Linked DNA regions of Gossypium hirsutum: region 2 is linked to region 1. The links are chromatin contacts, called in public Hi-C maps. All regions are on one chromosome and are shown on one strand. Each heading gives the region's core, a stretch centred on a gene start, on an enhancer-like site or on the middle of the called end of the contact. The rest is flanking DNA. Distances are from core to core; before and after follow the strand shown.

Region 1 (7,447 bases), core at 3,248-5,747:
GCATTCTTCTTCTATACATTTCAGTTATAATAGCCATGTCTATGTATGTATATACTGTTGGGAGTTGGGACATATGTTCCAAATATAATAGACATGTGATCTCAAACGAATATTCAATTTTTCTTGTAAATTGTATTTCTCCATGCATTCTCCTTCTATACATTTCATTCAATGGATTATTGGGTACTTTTTCTAATTCTGGGTTTCACCCTGCTTCCTTCTCTTTATGGTTCTTGGTTGAATTACTTGCATTTAGTGTATGGATTATTCGTTGGTTTTTTTTATGGAGGGCAGTAAGGTGTTTTAGTCATCCCATAAATTAGGATTACAGAAATTAATTAGCTGAGCCCAACTATCTTTAATCCTCCCCAACATTACAATCAAGCTTAGTAAGATTATGGGAAAACTGATGTCCTAGCTGAAAAGTGTGGTGAAAAACACATGACCCCAAAAGCAAGACCAAGTCCAAAATATCATTAAGTAAACCACTCCACTCCCAAAAACTAGGACTCAAACTATTTGTCTCTGTTACTGCTAACGTATAATCACTTTCCACTACTACATTCGAAGGTCGATATTCAGCTGCTAGCTCCAAGCTAAACAGAATGGCCTTCACCTCTGTATTGAGCACATGATCACAGCATGAAGTTCTTTAGTCTTTATTACCTTAAAAAAATTATCAAGTTTTTGATGAGCTATTGTTGTTTAAAAACTTGAAAATAAATAAATAAATACAAAAAATACAAAGGCAATGTTTTGGTTGTTTCTTTTGATACTTCTTTTTTGTTTTTTGCTTTCAAAAGCAAAAAATTAAAAGTGCTTTTGAAATAGAAAGTACATTAGAATTTTAAAATTCAAGAATAATATAATTATATAATTTTTTTAAGGAAAAAAAGTGTAATTTTAGTTTATATATAGAAAAAGTTAAATTATAATTAATGGTTAGTCACTTTCTCAAATTTAGCAAGTTACTATGATATTAATTTTTAAAATCTTTTGCTTTAAAGCAACTATTTCAGGTATCCTGAAGCTGGTTAAATCCAAACTGCGACTACGATGTGCCATAAGTTTTTATTATGCTTACAGAATAAGATAAAATGGTCATATAATTATGTTCTAGAAAGATAGTCACATGATATAAAAATTGTCCTCGGAACTGAACCTATATTGAAAACACAATGAGCCCTCAATTTAGAAGCTGCATGCTTTGAGCTCCCCTGATCAGTCATAGCTTCTTCAAAGGCAAAATGATGATTGTAGCAAGCATGCATACCTTTTTGTGTTTGTAGTAAAACTGGAAAAAGTTTCCTAGTTCTTCAGCCTACTATGTTTCCCACTGCAATGCTTTAATTGCAACCCTTCATTTTAAAATATTGCTGCAGGCTTTCTTTTGCTTTCGTTTTCAGTTGTATAATTGTTTTCATTTGTCCCTGGTTTACGTCTGGTATTGTATCTACTAATAAATATTTCCTCTCTTTTCCCTTGTTCTTTGCAAGAGAAACTGTTTCAAAGGATTTTGAGGAAATCTGTCAAACAACAGAAAATATTTTGTAGTCATCAAAAAATTATCTTAATATAAAATTAAATATTTTTTTAACAGGAACATTTAGTTTCTCAAAAAATTATTAATGCAATTATAATTAGCTTTTGATATGTATGTTTGCACTTTAGTCATGGTAACTTTTAGTCATATATGTGATCTTATGAAAACCTTGCATCTTTTTTTGTAGTGATCAAATATTTGTGTGGCATAATTTTGTGTAGATGAATCGTAATCAACATCAAAATATAATTGTCGGAGTCCTGGCTTCAGTTTTAGCTTTGGGGGCTCTTTGTATTAAAAAATTAAAAATTAGGAAGGAAATTGCTTCTCACCCTCGTGTGAATCGAGATTATGAAAGAGAAAATCATATTAATAGTATTTTATATAGTGGTGACCAGCATTGTATTGAAGTGATAAGGATGAGACCGATTGCTTTTTTTAATTTGTGTGATATTCTTAGTAGGAATACTTTTATGTGGTGTAATATTAATTATGCACTTGGACAATGTTATTGTTATTATGTGGTGTACTACTAATTATGCATTTAAATAATATTAATTTTTAGTATTAATTGTAGTTTGGAAGCTAATTTATAATTATTCAATCCTTGTTTTTTATTTTTTTATAACACAATTATGTTTTTTATTTTTTTATAACACAATTATAAATAATTTATTTGACTTTGGTTGCTTTCAATTTATGACGGTTAATATTCTAGCTTAATAATTGAGTATTATTATATATTTAATTTGATTTATTTATTTATAAATAAATCATTGCAATATATGTAAAAATAATTTAAAATATATATTTATTAATATGTATATTAAATTCATTAATATATGTAAAAACAACTTTTTCGAAAAATATTTTTAGGAAATCTCCCAAACAACAGAAAATATTTTACACAGATTCATTCAAACACCAAAAAAGTAAATCAATTTCTAGAAATTATTTTACTGGCAAATAAACGGAGTCGTAGTATATAAATTTAGACGTACTAAATACAAAACTAATTTTTTATAACATGATTGAACCAAAATTATGATTGTGTTAAAGCACGATTATAATAATAGAAACAGAATTCGAAAATTTGGATATTAAAACCTAAAAACAAGACATAATAAAAGTAAGGGAAAGCCCGTGACTAGGACCAGCCTCCAGTACAAAGTAATATATAACTACAAAAATTTTACTTTCATTATTAATCAGATATATTCTGCTTTTAATCAACACCAACACTGTTTCCCAAAAGTTAGAAGAAAAAGACCCCACACTTTTTACGAACATCGCTCACGGGCGACCCCCATCCTCGAATTTGGCACATCGAAAACCACCCTATGGTTCTGCTGCTGCATATTGGCGATCACATTCAGCGCTGGTGCCGATGCCATCGCAAGACATGTGATGCTGCCTGCTGTGCTGTGGAGCAGTAGGTTCTCTTGTGGCAGTGTCACGTTCATGCCCGAAAACATAAATGTTATGGTCGGTGCATTGATTGGGACCGAGTAACATGTGTCGAACCCACCCAGAGATGTCACGTTCGCCACCCTTACTCGTCTCCGGAATGCGTCCCGGACAGCTACATAGGCTGGCTCAACTAGCCGGGTGAAGACGGTACCTAAATTGAAATACACTGGTTAAATCAATTCATATCATGCTTTAGTTCAATTCATTTAATTGACTGATCCAATTACGAAGACACGTTACCAGAATCAATAATGGTGCCAGCACCAGTGGAAGGATTGAAAGCAATGGCACTTGGTGGGATATCAACAATCCTTCTTCCAACCCTAATTCCAATCAAATTGACGTAATAAAGTGAGGGCCTCCTAGGGTTCTTAAGCAACGGGGTGTATTTGATCCTCACGGGTTGCCCACTTGGTCCAAGTCTCAATGACCCAGAAAAGTTAGGTGACCTAATGCTAGGCAAGCAATATGAAAATGTTGATTGGTACAAATTTTGGGATTGGGAAAGGAGGGATAATGGGCCCCGGCCCAAGCCCAATACACCTTGTGGTGGCACTGAGCTGCCTGCTGTCTTTTGGAGGCAACCGAAAGTGTAGTTTGGGATTGGGTCGGTGGCTAAGGTTATGGTGTCCTGTGATAGGTTACCGGCTATGGTTGAGCCACCGTAGGTCATGTTGAATGCGCACGCGCTTCCGCCGCAAGTGGGGTTTGGTACCTGAAAAAAGTTATCACATGATGCAAATGTTAAAAAGGTATCCGTTAAAGATGCACCGAAACACCTGTGATGTTTCATATTGTACCGACTTCCTAACTTTATGATGAAATACAATTACTTAACCAGCCAAGCGCGTGGCTAAGCAGGTAGTATATGAAAGCTTGGCAGCTTAATTACCTGCTTGCATTGAGCAGCTTGGCAGCCAAGGGTCTTGAAAGTGGTGGATTTAGCAAAGTCAAAAGCAGTAGAAGAGCAGCCAATGCAGCCAGTGCAAGGCACCCAAGCAGCATCACTGCTTGTATCCATGGCCATAAGCATGGGCTGAGGTGGGGTTCCAATATTGGCCTTCACAATGTAAGTTGGGCTTTGCACAATCTGCCTGCCTGAAGCTATAGGCACCACAGATTTCTTAGCCACCAGGCTGGACAAAAACTGCACCCTGGCTTGGTCCTTGGCTAGCGTTTGCAGCACATCCTCTTCCCATGAGAGTGGTTTTGAGGGTTTGAAGGGTGAGCATGGACTGTAAACATGGAACACTTGCAGGTTTGAGCCATGGTCTTGGATGGCACATTTGGGGTTCAGACCTTGGGCTAAGAAAAAAATGAGGAGAAAAACCAGGGGAAAAAAGTGGGTTTTCATTGTTTTGTATGAATAATTCAAAGTTTTATTTGCTTTGAAGGTTGAGGTGCTGAGACATAGAGTGGGGAGTGAACGTATATATAACTGGGGAAGCATGTTTAAGTGTATACTATGGCAACTTTGCACATTTACCCTGTTAAGATTAAAAGGAATAATTAAAATATAAAAATAATATGAAATAATTACGTCACTGTTGTAGGTGGAGTGATAAAAATTTTATATATAATTTTTTAAAATAATATGATTTATCATAAAAAAAAATTGTATCAACTCATTTACACTTAAATTAAAAATATAAAATAACGTAGATATGATTTAGGAGATTGAGATATTAGTTGAGTGGGTTGTTTTTGGTAACAGACTGTATTCCATGGATCTTTTGTCCAGTTCTACTCAGAAACACCATCTAATTCTCCTACTTTTCTTCTTTCTCTTTTACATTATTTACAACCATATTATGAATTTACATGTTAATTATCTAAATTTGTTTTACCCTCTGAGTTGCACCCTTGTTATTCTAACCATTTGGAGGATGCATTTAAGCTGTGGTGAAGTCATATCAATTTTTTAAGAGGAAATTAAATTGTAATTTTTGCAATAAATAAAATACAATTCCACTATTTTAATAGATTATATCTTTATCATTTTTAAAGAATTAAATTAAATTATTATATTTTAGGGAGGTCAAAGTACAATTTTACCTTTACTAATTTAAAATTTTAAGAATTTTAAAGGGGCCACATAGAAAATTTTTCATTTTAGAGGGGCCTAGTTTTTATTTTTTATTTTTATTTAAGCATTAAAAAAGGTTATAAGTAGAAGTGGGCATTGTATTGAAAAAATTACACGATTTGAGTGAAAAAAATTTATGTATATGTTAAATGAACTTTTAGTTAAAATCGTAAAGTTAAAGGTGTGAGAACTATAGTTTTTTTATTTTTATTATTCACTATACATAAGAATATAAAACGATAAAAATAGTCTAAAAATAATATAATTTATTTTTATTTCTCAAGATTAATCCTCCGTATTCTATAGATGTCAGCCACGAGTTTTAAAGCTGTCCCACACTCAAGACAATAATTGAACCCTCAACTACTTGTTAAAATAGGAGAAATCGTTACCGTCTCACCTAACTCCCATGATTATTTTACAAATATATTTTTAATCATTATTCAAATAAGTTAAAGTAAAGCTTTAATAAAAATATATAATTATATGTAAACCTTAATGGATGGAGAATATCCCAAGTCTTTGAAATGTTTTTGTTGGATAAAAGGCGGGATGTGCAGTGTTGTTGTCAAAGCATTCCCGTATTGGAAAAAGATTATAGTGATTTCCTTTTTAATATTGTCAACTAATCTTACGGCTTTTGAGACTATAAATTCAACATGATATAAAAATTAATTTAATTATGTACCAAAAACTTAATTTTATTCAAACTATGAAATAAAAATGTACTAATGTAGTTCAAATTAAATAATATGAATTTTTAGTATCTCAAACTTTATATAATATTTTGTTGAACGAAAAAATATAATAATAAAATATTTTGAAGAGAAATCTCTATTTACATTAGTCTAAAATTAGACATTTCTATAACTTTTTTGGATGATTGATATTTTAATATTTTGACAGTCATATTTAATGTTTTATTTACGTATACTATGCATGTCAAATTTTGAGTAAAATAAAAATATCTTACTATTTATTTTGTATTATTATATGTTCCACTTTACCTAAAAAACTTAGTCAAGTCAACCTCTTTGACCAGAATAAGACCAAGAGGAGCTCATTCGAAGCACCTCCCCGATACTCTTATCCTTTCCTTATCCCTCATAGAAACTTAAAATCCATCAACTAATGACTTATCCACCTTCAAGCCCAACCTAATACGTAAAAAAAAAAATTAAAAAAAATTATTAATCTTTCACTATGCACTACTCCCTCTAAAGAATTACTACTGATCACTATAACATTAGCCATCATCATCATTAATAAAAGAGCATTATGTAGCTGAATCCAAAAAATAACCTCACTAAAATCAATCTCTCCAACAACACATCTAGGCATCCATTGTTTCAGTATCAAAGAATGCCTCTTCATCAATTCTCCAAATCTAAAAGAAATGCTATACAAATTAACCTCTAAACTCCTAATTACAAGCACTTCACTCTTCGGCCACAAATTCCTCAAAATATATACAACACCTATGCGATTGAAAGGCTTATTTGCAACACAAAATAAAAGAAAACCTAACCTCATCTATTACATTGAAATATATCCGGAGGCACAATCAGTTGATCAAACAAAATCAAAGCGAACAAGAAAAACAAAAAAAAGATCGGGGAACAAATCTCATGATTGAGAAAAACCTCTCACCACTCAAGAGAAAACAAGGCTTATTCTTAAACTTAATTGGCCGAATATCGTACTAAAATATTGTTTACTTACAAGTATTTAAAATTTATAGTTCATATATCAAAATATTAACATAAATTATTTTTTTATATTCTTATTAAAATATCATAAATATTTAAATTAAAAATTAAAAATTTTAAAGTCACTTTTAATAAACATTTCTCACAACACTAATTTTAAAAGATACTGATAGATAGTTGTAGGAATTAGATTAGTCATTACCTAGCAGTTAAGCTATAAAATTATCTTACTATAGTAATTTAATGAAACTACAGTATCTTTTTCATTCGAATTCAATACTAGAATTACTCAATTATTGGTCATCTCCCACTCCCACCACGCCATTTCACATCATGATGATAAAAGAATGTCATTTTTCTTCGCCCTGGACCTTAGTATGGTACCCATTTTGGTGGAAAGCTGACAATATCCTCTCCCAAGATCACCTTTACAAATATTATATTACCTATTCATATTTGGTCACATTTAGTCTTACATTTTGGATCTAAATAATGTGCCTCACTTGCATGTGCTCCAAATTGCACAATTAAAATATTCCAAAAAGAAAATAGCAATATTTGAACATTGTTGGTCGATTCTATTTCTTTAAAAAAATTAAAATTAAATAAACTGGACTAAACATAGAGAATTAATAAATC
Region 2 (7,447 bases), core at 2,167-4,666, 140 kb before region 1:
TAAATGTTTAGTAAATGTCCCTTTGTGATGCTTCTGGTCGGGCATTTATATAGCTAACTAGACTAGTAGATCACGATATGAAAATAAGAGTAAAACCATGAGGTTGAGACCCATGACATCGTATGATATGAAAACATTTATAGTGTAGCATCCAGTAAGATGAAGACTGGACTAGTAGATCACGATACATGAATGTGTGTAAGTCAATGTGGTTGAGACCTATAGCAAGATATGATTGTATGAATGTTCATGATGTAGCCTTCGATTATGTGTATATCAATATGACAGATCACGATACAAGAATTTATGCATAAGTCCATAAGGGAGAAACCCATGGTACCTCTTGTAAAAGCCTATCAAGACAATAAACATGTGAGGTTGTATGTTGCCTTTGTGGTGTATTCTATATGTTACCTTCGTGGAATATTTCGTTTGGCCCTCGTGTTGTACTATACTAAGTTTGTATGGTAGAATGTTGATTATTCATTCTTTTGGCAAGTTCTAGATAAATTATGAATGTTCTATAATAGATATTGCTATGATAGAGTTAAGATACATTCGAAGCTGGTTTGTTGAATTAAATATGTGATATAATCGAATAAGTCTTAAAGCATTTGTATGTACAATAATATTCGCCACGGTAATCTTTTGGTTTTGAAATTGGGTGTATTCATAGATATTAAAGACATAAGAATCTATCAAAATGAGTTGTCTGCGTTATATAGAGCTAGAGTTTGAGTTTTTGGTATCCGCCATATTTGAGTTGTATCATGTTTTCTTCTGAAATCACAAGGAGTCTGAGTTATTGGTATCCTGAGTAGATTCATCTAAATGGTTTGTATAGTTCATTATTAGTGTAAGCTTGTAGGGTATCAAACAAGAAAATAATTTAGTATATTGGTGATATTAAATTTTGCATAAGTATCTGCTAACGATTTGTATTTTTGAATACACGTCCTGAAATAAGTGTATGTGTGAAGAGATAGTTTGTACGAAGTGGGCTTGGAAGGCATATATCTTTGAAAAGAACTCTCATGGTTTTAAGAGAAAGAAGAGATTAATGAAATGTCTGGAAAGAACTTAAGACAGTCAGGAAGTTATGAGAGAACTAATGCGCTAAGAGTATGATAGTTGGAGAGTAAGTGTTAGCCTGAAATTGTGATAGTATTCGCCGAAACAGAAGTAAGAAGTTAAGAATGGTAGTTGGTGCACAAATGTTCACTTGATATTATAAAAGTATCCACCAAAATGTTCTATTTTAATTCTCACCAAGTTCTCCTGAACTTAAAAGTGTTACATTTATGTTTCAAGTAGTTTGGTGAGAGAGCAGGCCAGGAGTGATGATGCCAGGATTACGCCAAGGTAGCAACAAACCGGGTTCAAAAAATGATGTTTCGAAATCGCATTTTTTTATACTGCCCAGAACTGGGTCATTACAATTTGAGCTATATTGTTTCAAATTTTACTTAAATAGTCATTTTGCATAACAATTGTTTCTTGGTACTTTGTAAATGTGCTTTTTCCTTGTTTTAATATGTTAAATTTGATGGTTTAAGTGTTATAGCATGTTATGTACGTTTGGTATATGTAACTAAAGGTGTTGGAATGTGTTAATAATTGAAAATTGCATTTTCAGGCATAAGTATTGGAAACTCAAGCTTAGGAATCAGTATCTCTTAGGTTGGGTATTAATACATAGACTCAAAGTGTTGATACTTTCGAAGTTAATAGCGAAGCTTTCAAAAAAGGGGGAGGCAAGTACTGATACCTAACCCCGAGCATCGATACTCGATGTCAAGCATCAATACATGGTTCCCCTAGCACTAATACATGTGCTCAAGTATCAATACAAGCCTTTGGAGTATCAATACTTCAAACCATCAAAGCTGATTTTTTAAAATTTAGCCAATGCATCGATACCCACAACCTGTGCATTGATACTTGGGTTACAAGTTACGTAATTGAGCCTCAAATGATATTTTAAAACCTTTTTAACCTCGTTTTCATCCGTAATTACATACGAATTCTTGAAATTATAAGGTTTTGTAAAGGATAAGAGGAAGGAATAAAAAATTAATTGATAATAGGCCCTATTTTTGCATGTAGAAAGTGAACTAAGATATTTTATCAAAAAAAAAAAGAAAGAAAAGAAAGTTAACTAAGATAAGATCAGTTATTCAAATAACAACAAAAGATGATAAAATTAAAAAAAATATAAATTCAAATTTTAAAAAGAGATAAAAACTAACAAAGGAAGACTTGGTCAAGCTCTATCATTAATATGCCCCCTCAAGTTTGGGGGTTGTGGAACAACACCTAACTTGGAAAGTTGATGAACAAAGGCAAGTTTGGGTAAGGTTGATTGACATTGAAAGTTTTCCAGTCAATGTGATCTTAGATAAAGTGAAGATCGGTTACGATGTGCTTCATATTTCTATGCATAACAAGTTGTTGACAATAATATGTGGGCCCAAATTATTAGAAAAAAATTGAATAGTGCGAGAAAAAGGGACTTGAAGTTCTTGCAAAAGATGAAACACCCAAAATGTTTTAGTAGCAGCAACCCTATATTCAACTTCAGTCGAGGACCTGACTATAGTTGGTTGTTTTTCCAGCAATCAACTAATAGAAGTGTGCCTAAAGAAAAGAATATACCCAATGGTGGAAGCACAATTTGTTGGGTCCCTAGCCCAATCTGCATCTGCATATATGCTAAAAATGGTTTAAAATTGGCAATTGATTCATAGGCCATAATTTATAGTGTTTTTCAAGTATAAGAGAATTCGTTTGATTGCTGTCCATTGAGTTTCTGTAAAAAAAATCCGGTGTTTACTTCAAATAAATAAGGAAAATAATGATTTGAATGTTTCAAAATTTAATTTTAAACCGAAAAAATCAAAATTTAGAGGTAAAAAATGATCTTTTTTGACGAAAAATGCGCCAAACCGCCTTCGGCTATTTGTCAACGAGTACATCTCGAAAAGTTATTCGAAATAAAAAAAAACGTCTCAATCGGACAACCGAGCGAAAAGTTATGGCTTTTCAAAGTTTTCCAAGCTAAAAAACATAAACTGTTCATCCCACGTCAGCAAATCGCGTCCTAGAGGGAGCAATTTGCTTCCACGTCAGCAAATCGCGTCCTAGAGGGAGCAATTTGCTTCCACGTTAGCAACTCACGCTGACATGGACGCGATTTCCTAGCGCGTACCCTGACATCGCGCTGACGTAGACGCGATTTTGCGGAAAATAGACCATTCCGGTAAATAATTAAATAATTGGCCCATTTCAGTAATTTTTAAAAAAAAAGGGCTTTTATTGGTAAATTGCCCTTTTGTTTTCCTTTAGCATTGGGTTGGGTCAGTTTTGATATTGGGTCGAGTTGGGTTTCAAATTAAACCATAAAAGTACATGTGAAACGCTAGAAGGAGGGCTTGAACCTCCGACCTTATGGTTAACAGCCACACACTCTAACCAACTGAGCTATTACAGCAACTTGCCAATTCTTCCATGTGTAGTATATTTACCGGCTTTTCTTGTTTTAGAATTCTGTGCAACCCACTTTAATTCAACAACGCTAGTTGTATATATGGTAAACAATATTATTGCAATAATTAGTATATCTTTGCTAGCAAATTTTTTTGAAATTTTTTATTATATTACTAAATTATTTTTTTATATATTAATTTCATCTTAATATTTAATTTATGATTATCGTTTTAGATTAATTGTCACTTAACTAGTGTTACAGTTATATGCCAAGTAAAAGTAAATTGAGCTTTATAAATATTTTAACACTTTCAAGTGGAATTTAAAATAAGCTAGGAAAACAAAATCCTTTCTGGTATTATTTATTAGGTTCCCTTGCTAACGTTAAAAAGACACTAGAATGTGATGGAAAATCAATTTAATCAAACATGAGGTTGTTTTGAGTTATTTATATTTTATTTTTATTCACTTTTTACTATTTTAATTTTTAAATATCATGGAACTAAAATTCAAGCTTTGATGTTTAATTATGTTGTGCTAAAATTCAAGAACCAATTTTGATTGAAGATGGCGACAAGGATGATAGATCGAAGAAAACATCAAGAAAGAGGATGATGACGAGGAGAATAGATTAAAGAAGAAGATCAAGATTGAGAACATTTAAATATGTTTATTAGATTTCATTTTAATTTTTTTGGGAAGTTGAATTTCGGTTTGTTTATATATAATTTAATTTTAATTATCTTTATTTGTCTTTAGTTAATTTTTTATTATGTATTAAAAAATATATTTTACATATGAAATGTTAAAAATTATTTTTTTGAAGTGGATTTCAAAAATTAAAACTAATATTTTTTACATTAAATTTAAATTTAATACTTAATTTGATAACTATTAATACATTAAAATCACAATGTTGAATTATACTTTTATATTCATCTTGAATTACATTTCATTGTAATTTAAATTATTCAAATATCTGAAATCTATGTGTTGGCTGATGGTCAAGGGTTTACTGTCCCAAGTGTGATTTTAGTTTGAGTCGTGTTAGTCGCGTTGCGATTAGGACTTTTCCCTCTTCTTTTAATTCAAAAAAAAAATCATATATTTAAAGAAGAAAAGTTTTATTATTTTATATTATTTCTTCCTTAAACATGGAAAATGTTTTTATTATTACATTAAAACTAAACTTTTGAATAGATAAATTTTGATAAATATTAAATTATATTTTAAATTAATGTTGAATTATGTGATTTAAACTATTATTTATTCTATTATATTGAAACTAAATATATATTTTTAAAAGAACAGTCTAATAATATTGAATTACACTTCATATTTAACTTGAATTACGTTTTATTCTAATTTAAACTATTCAAATTTGTACTTAAAAAATACCATTTTCAATTTAGATTACTTAAACATAAGAATTTATTATTGTTATTACATTAAAATTGTTTGAATAGATAAAATCGAATAAACATTTATGTGTTTAAATTATTTTTTTACTTGATCTAGTTTTTATTATAATATTATACATATTTCATGTATTATTATTAATTAGTTTCAAAGCATATGTTTCATTATTTGTTATATGTTGTTTTTAAATACACTTTTAAGTTCTAAATATATGGTTTCCACACGCATAGGCATGTAATAGAATTTCTAATAGATATATAAACACTTTACTTAGTTGGTGTCACCCTTAATCAGATCAGCAACTCGATTATGAAATTATAGGAATACATTTTCTTTTAAATTATAATTAATATTATTATCATGACACTTCAATCTTTTTCTATTTATATAATTTTTAAATAGAAGAATTAAAAGTTAAAAAACAAAAAGTTGAACATGTGTTTAATGGTATTAAAATTCAAATTTATTACCACTCTAGCTATATACATTATTATTGAATAAATTTTAAAAGTTAATACGTATATTTAAGCACTTTACTGAGTTCGTGTCACCTTTAATCAAGTCACCAATTCAATTATGAAATTACATAAATATTCTTCTTTTAACTTATAATTAATATTATTATTACATTTTTTTCTTTCATACTTTTATATCATCTTTCATGGCGAGAACCTGATCCCTAAGGAGAATTATGTTGAGAACTCTACAGCCAATGGTGGAGGCTACGACAACAGGGACAACGTGGTAACACAAGCAATGCTAAGGGTTCTACTTGCTGGAGCCCAAACTATATCGGGGAGCCATGGATCTGTTACGGAGAGGCTCCGATCGAATGGGGATGAAATGTTCAGAGCCGTTGCTGGAATGAGTTCAGAGCTGTTGTTGGAATGAGTCCCACTGTGGTTGAGTACTGGATGGAGTAGACAGAGAGGATTCTAGAGGACTTAGATTGTACTTCGGAGCAGATGTTGAAGGGCACTATGTCATTGCTTAATGAATAGGCTTATTGTTTGTGGTAGTCTGTGGTACGAGATACACAGGCTAAACGTATAAACTGGGAATACTTCCAAGAGGCCTTCTAGAAAAAAGTAAGTGGGTACTAGGTATGTGGAGGCTCGCAGGCTTGAGTTCATCGAGCTAAAACAAGGAGATACAATCGTGGTAGAATATGAGGCTCAACCACTATGCTCAAGGTATGGTTGCCACAGAGCAAGATAAATGTGTAAGGTTCGAGAACGAGTTGCAATTCAACCTCAAAATTCAGGCTTCTCCACACCAGGAACAGGTGTTTGAGTCCATGGTGGGGAAGATCAAGATCGTATAGGAAATTAAGTTGGTGGAATGTGAGAAACAGGAGAAAAGTCAGGTCCCATTTAAGAGAGATTCGAGTTCCACTAGTTCAAACTCTCGTCCCATAAAACAAGCCAGAGAGTGTAAACTGGATAAGGGTTGCTTTGGCTAATTCTAGAAATAGGACTGTAACACCCCTAACCAGTATATGTCGCTAGATTAGGGTTACGAAGCATTACCGTACAATTAGAAACAATTAATCTTAATATCATTCAATAATATAATTTCATCATAAACCAATCATGTACATACATATCGTCCCTAAATTAAGCCCTCGAGGCCCTAAAAATATCTTAGAAGTAAATCGAGACCAATTTGAAACCATTTGGAAAACTTGAGAAAAACATGCAAAATTTGCAAAATAGGGGTCATATGGCACTTAAAAATGACCAAAATGACATACTTTGGCAAAACATTTCAAATTACCAAATCAATATAAACTTCAAAACATAAATATCCAAATTATCATTACATAACGTCTTATACATGTCGTTATAAACCTTGGCCAAAATGCCCAAAAACTACCGAAAAGACTTCTAGATAGTGTGATAGATCTCTGATGAGCTTCCAAATTGATCAAGCTTCCGATAATCTATAAAACAAAGGAAAAACAACTACGTAAGCAATGAATGCTTAGTAAGCTCGTACAAACCAAACTTAACTTACCATTTCATTAGCATAGTATAAAGCATAAGGATAAAATCAACCATAACCATAAGCTTGACATAATCCTAAACAACATCATCAATTTAAAAGTTAGTTCACTTGTTCATATATATATATTTATGAAATCATCCATAGAATAAGTGTTCACCATGTATAAACATAACATTTTGCACCCTTAATATTGCATAATATCATGATTCAATATAATTGCATACTTACCTTTCTGTTCCCTTTTCTTGCCTGGTGAACCATCTAGAATTTCATCGGATACTCGAGAAAGCTCACACAAAGTGTGTCTTTACATATAACAGTAACCTTTCCTTTACATCATTGCTCACACGAGCTGTGAAATGGGCCTGTTCACATGAGTTGTGGGATGGGCCTGCTCACACAAGCTGTGGGTCAGAATGTAAGCTACACGATGCTACTCACACAAGCTGTGGAGTATCTGCAACAAATGCAGGACCTCAACCATCGGTAGGATGTTCAAGACCATCACTCGAAACATGAAATCCTTAATGACATG

The links. A called contact is a pair of places that touch in the nucleus more often than the background predicts.
Region 2: a Hi-C map of leaf shows a contact between it and region 1, with 1.7 times the contacts expected there. The contact joins the enhancer-like site here to the promoter of LOC107915533 in region 1. A contact is called at or near these places in 8 of 34 Hi-C or Micro-C datasets (anther, hypocotyl, leaf and 2 more).

The regions. Positions count from the first base shown.
Region 1 is chrD10:56,274,810-56,282,256 of Gossypium_hirsutum_v2.1, reverse strand. LOC107915533 (aspartyl protease AED3) reads right to left here and starts at 4,497. Exons shown (of 3, transcript XM_041103356.1): 1 at 3,906-4,497; 2 at 3,254-3,728; 3 at 2,614-3,164. The coding sequence starts at 4,463. The coding sequence ends at 2,824. LOC107915154 (a long non-coding RNA gene) reads left to right here. Exons shown (of 2, transcript XR_001689208.2): 2 at 1-431.
Region 2 is chrD10:56,414,665-56,422,111 of Gossypium_hirsutum_v2.1, reverse strand. No RefSeq gene overlaps it. Among protein-coding and RNA genes, the nearest start is that of TRNAN-GUU, 6.2 kb to the left of the region's middle. Within about 2 kb of position 3,416, at least 1 of the 9 cell types and tissues checked has an H3K27ac peak or open chromatin away from gene starts, as enhancers often do. A contact at or near this core is called in leaf, where this site is marked.